Linked DNA regions of Rattus norvegicus: region 1 is linked to region 2. The links are chromatin contacts, called in public HiChIP or PLAC-seq maps. All regions are on one chromosome and are shown on one strand. The core of a region is the stretch at or near the end of the contact, and the rest is flanking DNA. Distances in the headings are between cores, read along the strand shown. Region 1 holds the start of Erich5 (glutamate-rich 5). Region 2 holds the start of Mtdh (metadherin).

Region 1 (4,809 bases), core at 913-3,412, 350 kb before region 2:
CAGGTACTTAATGAATATTGTTTTTCAGGAATCAGCTCATCGCTTCATAATCAGCACAGGAATAAAATAAATGTAGGAACAGGGACAGAAGCCAGACTTGGGCTCAACAACTTGTCCTTCCATTTCCCAGAGTTTACCTGGCTGAGTGTGTAACTTCCCAGCAAAGGTGACCACAAATGTGAAGTCTCTGAAACAATACTCGGATGAGATCTAGCAGCCTTTTAGGACATCAGTGTGTGTGTGTGTGTGTGTGTGTGTGTGTGTGTGTACGCGCATGTTTGTATATGGTGTATATGTGGAGGTTAGTTTTGTTTTGTTTCTGAGATGAGGTTTCTGGGTGTAACCCTAGCTATCCTGGAACTCTATAGACCAGGCTGTCCTGGAATACAGAGATCTATCTGCCTGCCTCTGCGTTCTGAGTGCTGGGATTAAACCCAAGTCAGGAGTGGCTGGCACAATCTCTAGTGTTGACCTGCACTTTCAACTTTGATAGAGACTTTTGTTTGACACTGTTGACTCACAAGCATCCAGGGACCCTCCTATCTCTTTACCTCTCATCTTGTTGAAGGAGCGTTGGGATCATATACACTGTGGAAACCAATTTATGTGGATTTTAGGGATCTGAAGTCCGGTCCTCATGCTTTTGAGGCAATCACTTTACCCACCAAACCATTTCTGCATTCCTAGGTGAGCAGACACTTTTTTACTGAAATGGATGCTAGATCAGACTTGTTATTCCTATTGACATCTTCACCAGGATCACTTATCAGTGGTCCTGTCCTTAAGATATTAGACATCTTTTGCTAGATGTAAATACACCACCCCACCCCATCCCAACATTCCCAGCTATTCGGGGAGGTGGGGGGGTGATGCTAAGCAAGGAGATGTCGAAAAGAGAAAATGAAAACAAGACACCCTACCTGCCTAACACATTCCTTTCCAAAGAACTTACTTTATTATGTCACAAGGATGATAGTAAGTTAATTTCTACATGACTTACTGGTCTCTCCATGTAGCTACCCAGAAGTAGGCAAACCTGGAGTGTGGTAGAGTTGTAAATGAAGCACCCAATTATGGTACCACCCAGGATAAGATTGAGGTCCTGTCCTGTGCTTTGCAGGTTGCTTTGAACCAGAAACATGCTGCTGTTTCTCCCATGCCTAATCTGTCCAGACCTGGGTCTCGTCCTTTTGTTGAACTGCAAAATAAACTGCTTTTCTACTTAGTTGGGCTTCTTTCTGTTGTTTCTACATAAGCCTGCAGACAACACAATGCATGCCTCTGCCTGACTGACCTCAACAATCACCTGACCTCCCTTAGTCTTATTAGATTACTGGCTTAATTCTATCTGGTCAGAACTGCTACTGTGGTTTTTCTTATTTTACTTTTTTGATTTTCTAAAACAGGGCTTGTATGTGTAGGAGCCCTGTCTATCTTGGAACTCCCTTTGTAGACTAGGCTGGCCTTGAACTCAGAGATCCATCTGCCTCTGCTTCCTGAGTGCTAACCTAAAGACCAAGTACATAGATAGCACTTCACTTTCCAATAGCATCACTCCTCACAATAAACACAGGAAGTATTGCTTGGCTCTTTGTATCAATGGGTATACAAATTTATGCTACCTTGGATAGGAAATGGCAAAATAAAGTAGAATTAGACAAGGGGAAGCATTACTCTGGCTGGCTTTCAACTCGAAGTTGTAGTCTGTCAGATGGGAGGGGTCTGGGTAGCTGCCATTCTCTCTTGCCCCCTTAGGATGCTCAAGTGCACAATGGTTATTCACCAAGTCAGAGACTGTTTCCTTGAGTTCATCGTTCCTCCTTACCAACATATTTATCAGCATGCTTAATGTGCAGGTGGGCTGGCAAGAATATGAAGGATGCGTTCCACAAGCACTGAGGCATGCCTCACTATGAACATCAAGTAACTGTTAATATGGTCATTTTAGCTGCTGGACAGCCAGGCCAGTTCAACAACTACCAGATGAAATTGTTAGAACTGTTTGTGCTCTAACAAGGGATACAGCCTGTCCCCCGCCCCCCCCCCCCCCTTTTAAAAGATTTACTTCATGTATGTGGGTACACTGTAGCTGTCCTCAGACACACCAGAAGAGGGCATCGGATTCCATTACAGATGGTTGGAAGCCACCATGTGGTTGCTGGGAATTGAACTCAGGACCTCTGGAAGAGCAGTCAGTGCTCTTAACCGCTGAGCCATCTCTCCAGCCCAGATTTGTACCATCTTAAGTACTTTATGCCTAAATGTTAAAGCAAATAGTATGGTAATTGAACACTACCATTTGGTCAAATTCACAACAAAATGGGCCACAACAGTTGAATAAACTTTCATTTGTAAAACTACTTAATTTACAGGCCTGGTTCTATTCATACTTCTGTAATACATTAGCTGTAAAAATTTGAGAATAACGTTACTATTTCATATCATAGTGTATGTATTAGCTAGGTAAAATAAACGTTTTAATTTCTGACTTTTTTTAAAAGATCAACTCACAGAGATTGCCTGCCCAAGGTGGGATTAAAGGCATAGGTTACTAGGACCCGCATGGCTCACGGATGTTTTTAAAATTATTTTTATTAAGGGGAGGCAGGGTTGTTCTTCCCTCTCCTAACCTCCAGGGCAAAGTAGCACACCATACAGCTTACTTACTAACCTGGTTTTACTTTTTTATGCTTATATATGTTTGGTGGCGCGGGTGTTTGTGCAGCTGGGCAGGGGTCACAGGTCAATTTCTGGTGTGCTTACTCGATAGTTGTCCACATTATTTTTCACAGGATCTCTCACTGGGACCTGGAGCTGACAGGTTAGGCTAGGTTGGGTGGCGTTAGCCTCAGGGATCTGTTCCAGAAATGGAATTACGATCCTGCACAACCATGCCAGACTTTTTGGGGGTGGGGTGTGGCGGGGAGGTTTAGGCATAGAATTCAGGTCCTCATGCTTGCAAGGCAAGCACTATACTGACTGAACAATCTCAACAACCCGGGGTTTTTGTTGGTGCTAGAGTGCATAAATAGAGGCTTTCAGTCTCTCTCTTTTTTTTTTTCCCCACGAATACTACATTTATACAACGGCCCAAGTTTCGTAGCAAAGTGATTTTAAAAGTATTCGTATTGTGACAGTTTACTTCTGTATACTTATGTGTGCATCCAAGCGCAGGTCAGAGAACCTGCTGAGCCTGGCGCTCCCCTTACACCACGTGGGTTTGGAACGCAATCCATCTGCTTAGTGGCAAGCGCATTTACCCGCTCAGCCACCTCACCGAGTTTAGATTATTTTTTTTAATTGCGGTCCCTGTGCAAAGTCGGCTCCCAAGTACACGGAATAAAACCGCCACAGGAAGTGTATGTATGTATGTGTGTTGGGGGGTGCGGGGGGTGTCTCCTACGAGCGGCAAGCAAGAAGATCAGCGGCAGGTGGACAGAAATTGCCTCCAAAGGTAACGCCGCGTCCCGTGGTCTTCCCGGAACAACATCCCGAGGCCACATCCGGCGGAGACCAGCCCAGACCCTGCCGCCTCACACACGGCGCCCTCGGCCGTCGTCGCCAGCTCCTATAGAGTTCCCGTTCTCCGCGGTTTCAGCCCACAGCAGCAGAACACAAACCGAGAACCGTAGGCCGCAGCCCAGGCCACGTAGCAGCCCAGCCAGATCCCCATAGCAACCAACTGCCACAGCTCACTCCAGCAAGTGCCCTTCCGCTAGTGACAGGCTCGGCTTCTGCTTCCGCTTCCTGTCCCATAATCCTCTGTTCGCCTAGAAGAGCTTTGCATTGTGGGAGCTCCTTCCTTTCTCGCTCCCCGGCCATCTTGGCGTCTGATCTTGGTGAGTGAGCTCTGCTGGGTAGAGGACTAGGCGGCTCGGGGAGCTCCGCTAGTTGGTGTTTGACGCTCTGTATCATAATCCTCACTTCTGCCCTCTGTGTATTCTAGGTTGGGGCTTGTCCCGCACCTAAGGCAAGAGGATGGTGGCTGCAAAGAAGACGGTAAGTGAAGCCGACCGAGCCCGGAAGCCGCTTCACGTGGAGAGCTGGGTCTGGGCCGGGGCGGATAGATCTGAGCACACTGGGTGGATTGCATGCCGCTGACGTTTCAGGGTTTCAAAGTGAATCCGAGAGGCCCTACGTGACTTCGCAGGCATCATTAAAGTGTTCAATTCCAGAAATTTGGAACTGGGTTTGGTTTTGAGATGGCTGCGAGTGGTTTTCAAGTCTCAAATGTTTGCATTGTAGAAAAAGTCTCTGGAGTCAATCAACTCTCGGCTCCAACTTGTTATGAAAAGTGGAAAGTACGTGCTGGGGTACAAACAGACTCTGAAGATGATCAGACAAGGCAAAGCGAAATTGGTTATCCTCGCCAACAACTGTCCAGCTTTGAGGTAATGGAGGGAATATGAATGTATGTGGCTTATTGTAGATTCCAGCATTGGGAAGAATAATGATGGTTGTTTTCTGATGTTTGGACCCTGATTTGTGTGTGTATTCTTCTGTAAGTGTAAATACACAGTGTGTAACAGGTCGCATACAAATGATAACACGCAGGTTCAGGGAAGCACGGTGGCTTTTCCCACGTATCTGGAACATCCCTATTTTTGATCGTCTTTCAAGATTTGAAGTGTTAACACTCCATTGCTGTGCGTGTTTTAGTTTTAAAAAATTTCAGCTAAATTCATAAAGTCACCTATTAGCAGGGTCCAATTTTTTGAACATTAGTTTATTCTTGATTAACCATTTTAACTTGAGCATAGTATTTTAAGTAAGCTAAAGAAACTTGTATAGTATAAGCCTCTTGACTTT
Region 2 (5,126 bases), core at 2,325-4,824:
CAAGAAAAAAGTCTGTACCTAATTCAGTAAAATTGCAATTTTTAAAAATCATTGATCTGGGAAAGAGAGGTCTCATGTATCCCCGGATGGCCTCAAGCTTAAGATGTATGGGATGACCTTGAAAGTCTAATTCTCCTGTCTCCACTTGAATGTTGGGATTACAGGTATATGACAAGACCCCCAGTTTATGCAGTTCTGGCCAACAGACCCAGGGATTCATGCATGCCAAGTAAGCACTCTAACCAACTTAGCAACACCAGCAGCCCCTCCAAAGAAAATGTTGGTCCTTAGCTGGTTTTATCCATGAAAGCAGAGCTTATACAGAGAGTGGACTGTGTACAAACACCTTCTGTAACTGGCATAGAGCTCCCGGGGGAGACACTGAGTTTTTACTTTTTGTTTCCTTCATAGTAAGTAAAACACTCCTTTTTCTTGCTTTCAACCTGTAAGTAGGCCTTATTTGTTTTTTCCTACCCTATGTAAAAATGCAGTACAGTACAAGAAACAAAATGAATAGAAAATAATGAAATTTATACCTGCCCTGGAAAGCAGTATTTTTCTAAGGGGAGTGTGGGATGTGGGTGTCAGGCCTTATAATCAAATGAGAAACCAATTTTGTGAGTCACAGATGCATTGGAAAAAAAAAAAAACAAGTTTATGCCTGTACTGGAATACAAAAATATATTTCTGAATTACAGTCAAAAGTTTCAGGACCTGGGGAGGGGAACACCCATAAGGAAGGGGAGGGGGGAGGGGAATGTTTGCCTGGAAACCGGGAAAGGGAATAACACTCGAAATGTATATAAGAAATACTCAAGTTAATAAAAAAAAAAAAGTTTCAGGACCATAACTTCTCTAATACTATTTGGCAGATGGTTATTTTTCCACCCAATTCAAATTCAATGATCCAATTTCAATTCCAGCTCCTCAAAGATCTCAGTGGATTTACTTATTACCCATTCCCCTTCCTTAACACAAATGAAAAGCAGGATGAGCCAAATCCTATCTGTTGTACATTTTCTATAGTGAAGCAAGTGTGTTCTTCCTTCAAATGAGTCATCTGTGTCATGATGCACTTCAAATGGACTCTTGGAGCACCTGTCTCTCTCCTCAGGTCCATCTTAAACTCTAAACATCCTAAAGAGGCTCTGAAAATTTCATAACCTGCCACAATCCACACAGGCATGTGGTTTGTTTCAAGATCACCTTTACTCTGAAGCCAAGTGTTCTATTTTCATTAAAACATTACTTAACCCTTGATGTTGTCTACAGAACTTTTATTTATGCATGTTCTCAGTGTGCTGTTTCCTCTTCTAACTTCAGGAAGTATTATACTGATAACTTTCTAGGTTTACTCTCTTCTAACTTTCCACTCAGCAATCAAAACATGAATGCTTATGATATGAGCTGTCAGCCTTCTTTTTATATTATTACTAACAATATTCTTTTCTGATGTGAATCCCAGCTTCCTGAAATAACTTTCCTAAATTTTTCAAGCTGTAATTAGTTTCCACCTTCTAAATCACACCAACATTGCATTCACACCCGTATTTAGCACTTACGGGTCCATGAACACAGTTTTTATGAACACAGTCTCACACTAGCTGCCATGATTGACTTTAATTCCTATAAGCCCATCAAACATACCAGAGCACATCTCTTCATAGTAAGAACCTGGTACTGGCTTACTGAATTGTTCTGAAAAGGTGAAGAGTTACATTAAAATGATAGAAAAATAGGAGGTATTTCTTTTTCTTTTTGGAGACAAGGTTTCTCTATGTAGTCCTGGCAGACTGAAACTATGTAGATCAGGATGGTCTCAAACTCAAGAGATCCACCTGTCCCTGCCTCCTGAGTGCTAGGATTAAATCATATACTACCTATACTACATTAATGGATATTTCTAATATTACTTATCTTTCATATTACATAAAAATGCAAAAAAGGCTACTAAAATAATTCAGTGGGTAAAAGCACTTGCCAATAAGCCTGAGTACTGGACTTCAACCCTAAAGATCCACGTGGTGGAAGGAGAGAACCAACTCCAACAAGTTTCTCCTCTGACTTCTGCACGCCTGCCATGGCACAAGATCTCCCCAACAAATAACATATAACAAAATGCTACAGGCCTAATCACACTGAGGCCTAATAAAAATGGAATAACTTTTGCATTTCCACATGTGGTCCAGCAAACTGCAGTTTGAAACCTCTCAACCATCAGCATTCCAATTTGTCACCCCTTTTTACTTTATTAAAAACAAAAACCTTCCACCCTGTGGACTATACTATAGACTACTTTGCTGAACTTGCCTCATGTTTTGCTCAGGGCCATTATATCCAGAAGGAGTATTAGATCTCCAGATCCTGTACCAGCAATCCAATGGCCATACTCACCAAGCTAAGACAGGGTTACCCTTTCCCTTTAACATTTCCAACTAAGATGAGTATGTCTTGATATGGACACCTTTAATCCTTTAAGCCAGAGTTTTTAGGTCACCGTATATCCTCCACTAGCCGCGGTTTCAGGTCTCAACGTGACTTGAGATAGACATCTCTCTCTTCCAGACAGTCTTTTCAGAACTTCCCAACGTCACTGTACGGTCCCATTAACCTCCACATATGCAGCCTACTTCCATAGGCCTCTAAGAAGGATATGCTTTTGGGGAAGCCAAGGTTCCCATATGATGGCTCTAAGTTTGGGCACTTTTATTTATACCTACCCCTGGATCTAATTTCCTTGTAGAAAAACTCGACTTTCCTACTGGTTCTTATACTTTCCGACTTCCCCCTACTCAAGGAACGTGTTCACCTACCGCCTCGTCCTGAGCTCTCGCTTTAGTGTTCTCACCTCCCTTGACCACCGGGCTCCTCGCCACTACTCACTTTGGGCTTTTCAGGCAGCTTCTTCCGGTTCTTTTTCTTTTGCTCCTCGCTTCTGAGATTCTTCAGTTGGGCTGGGTCCTCGGGGGCCGGAGTCGGCGGGGTCACCTCCTCCCGCTTGCGGGGCGGGCTCCTTCGCTTTTTGCGGGCGCCGGCGCAAGCAGCGGCCCAGCCGTAACCTAGGAGGAAGAGAAGCAGCAACCCGAGAGCGCCGGTGCCCACCAGGATCACCCAGCTCGGGTACCGCTTCGGCTCCAACCCCAGGTCGAGGCCCAACTCCGTGCGCAGAAAACCTAGGCCGACAGAGAGCAACTCCCGCAGCCGGGCAGAGCCCTCCTCGGCCTGCTGAGCCAGTTCGTCCTGCCAGCTTCGTGCAGCCATCTTCCCTCCCGTCAGAGACTCTCGGGATGACGCCGGGGAGCACAGACGCCGCTGGAACAGTCGTGGGAAGCGACGAGGGCCGCGACACCTCAGGCCAAGCGCATCGCGGCCGCCCCTCACTCCAGAGTGGGGAATAGGTGGCCGCCGCCGCCACGGGGAGGGCCGAGGGTTCCCACTCCCTCCAGTCGGCCTCACGCCGCCGCCGCCAGGAGGACACGGGGCGGCGGGGACAGAGTGTCTCCAGAGGCGGCCGCTAAGTGGCGTCGGGGCGCCAGCGCCAGGCCTCGCTGTCCTCCCCCGGCGGAACAATGGCGGCTCTGGCCGCGATCCACGCTGCGCGCGGAGGCCGACCGGGTCACGTGGAGGTTGTGGGCGTGGCATGGGTCACGTGGGTGCGATGGGTGGGGCCGGGCAGACTTGGTCTTGGAGGGGTCTCCTTGAGCTGTTGGCGGCTTGGGGCCACGCGCCGCTTGAGGAGCCGGAGTAGAAGCCTGGCTGCGGAACTTCTGCAGGCTCGGGCGCTCTGAGTGCAGAAGGGGCTCCGGTTCGAGGCCTGCGCGCGAGCAAGACGGTCAGATCTATCAGAGTATGAGCTGGCTTTACGCTCTCTTTCCTGCAGTGATGGTGCAGTGGACCGACTTTTTCTCCCTAGGTCAGGGGCCAGTTGGATGCTTCCAGAGGGAGCTCTGTGGAGTCTGAGGCCACGGGCACGTGTAATTCACATCTGAGTATTTCTTCGTGGCAGACTAGCATATTAACATTTGCCAGCGTTTGCGTCGGTTCTCTCATTCACTCCTGCTGTCTGTTGTCAGGCTCCAGAATTAAAAAGTCCGCAAACCCGTGGGAGGCACTATTATTTTCCTACTAATTTGTAACCTTAATAGGAAGTATTGAGAGGAAGCCCATTAGACTGTATTTATATGCAAGAGAAGCATATTATTTTACGCTTTTATACGACACAAAAAGTTGCAATTTTTGAGTGCATGTGTTGTCCAACAGTCAAATGTAGCAATAGAGGGAAACTAGGTGGGTTGTGGAGTGTCGCTCAGTAACAGAACATGCTTGCTGAACATATGCAAGGCTCTGGCGTTGATTCCCAGGACCAAAAATAACTGAGGCGCTTCTTCAGTTCTTAATTATACAAATGCTTGGGGACTACCTTAGTACTTGTATTTTGCCTTTGCTGTAAGGAAACAGTGTCTATAATTAAGTGATAATTAGCATGTAAACAACTGAAATACAAACTAAAAACCTATTCATGTATTTTGACCCATCAGTATTGTAATGAGTTTTGTGATTAATGGGTGGCTTGGAGTTTTATAAGTAATAAACTACTCTTACTAAGCTTTTTGCACGCTTATAATTAAGGGCTAAATTATAAAGGCCAGAACCTTAAAATGAGATCTTCATGAACTCTAAAAATTAACAAATTCCATTCATAGTTTTGGAATAGGATTTATAACCTCACCTATTTGTGTTGGTCATAGTTTCCTGAGAAATTCTACTGATCAATTTAGATTATCCCACTCAGATTTATGAATTAGAGGATTGCAGTAATCATAGGTGAGTATGGTAGTCCCTCTGATAGTCTAGCAAGTAAATGATTTAGTAAGATCATGTCATCTTGTGTGTGTTTTTTCAATTTGCTGTATTTGGTATCAGGGACATACTTGTCAGCCTATCTCACCCTTCCTCCCTCCTTTTTGTGTATGCACATGCATCTGCACTTTGTTTTTGTGGTCATGCTGGGGATTGAACCCAGATCCTTAAGCATTGTAGGCAAGCACTCTCCCACTGAGCTGTATCTTTATCCCACCATGCACTTATATTTTAAAAACAAAAAAGTGGGGTCACACCCAACTGGT

The links. HiChIP or PLAC-seq counts read pairs in DNA pulled down with a chosen protein or histone mark.
Region 1: a contact with region 2 is called in an H3K27ac HiChIP or PLAC-seq map of oligodendrocytes, with 5 times the contacts expected there. The contact joins the promoter of Erich5 here to the promoter of Mtdh in region 2. A contact is called at or near these places in 1 of 12 Hi-C or Micro-C datasets (frontal cortex) and 1 of 1 datasets of contacts at active chromatin or transcription factors (oligodendrocytes).

The regions. Positions count from the first base shown.
Region 1 is chr7:67,535,507-67,540,315 of GRCr8, reverse strand. It overlaps Erich5 (glutamate-rich 5), which reads right to left and starts at 2,162. Exons shown (of 3, transcript XM_006241547.5): 1 at 1-2,162. Rpl30 (ribosomal protein L30) reads left to right here and starts at 3,761. Exons shown (of 5, transcript NM_022699.4): 1 at 3,761-3,839; 2 at 3,947-3,999; 3 at 4,246-4,391. The coding sequence starts at 3,979.
Region 2 is chr7:67,191,108-67,196,233 of GRCr8, reverse strand. Mtdh (metadherin) reads right to left here and starts at 3,574. Exons shown (of 12, transcript NM_133398.2): 1 at 2,884-3,574. The coding sequence starts at 3,261. LOC134479891 (a long non-coding RNA gene) reads left to right here and starts at 3,720. Exons shown (of 2, transcript XR_010053749.1): 1 at 3,720-3,847.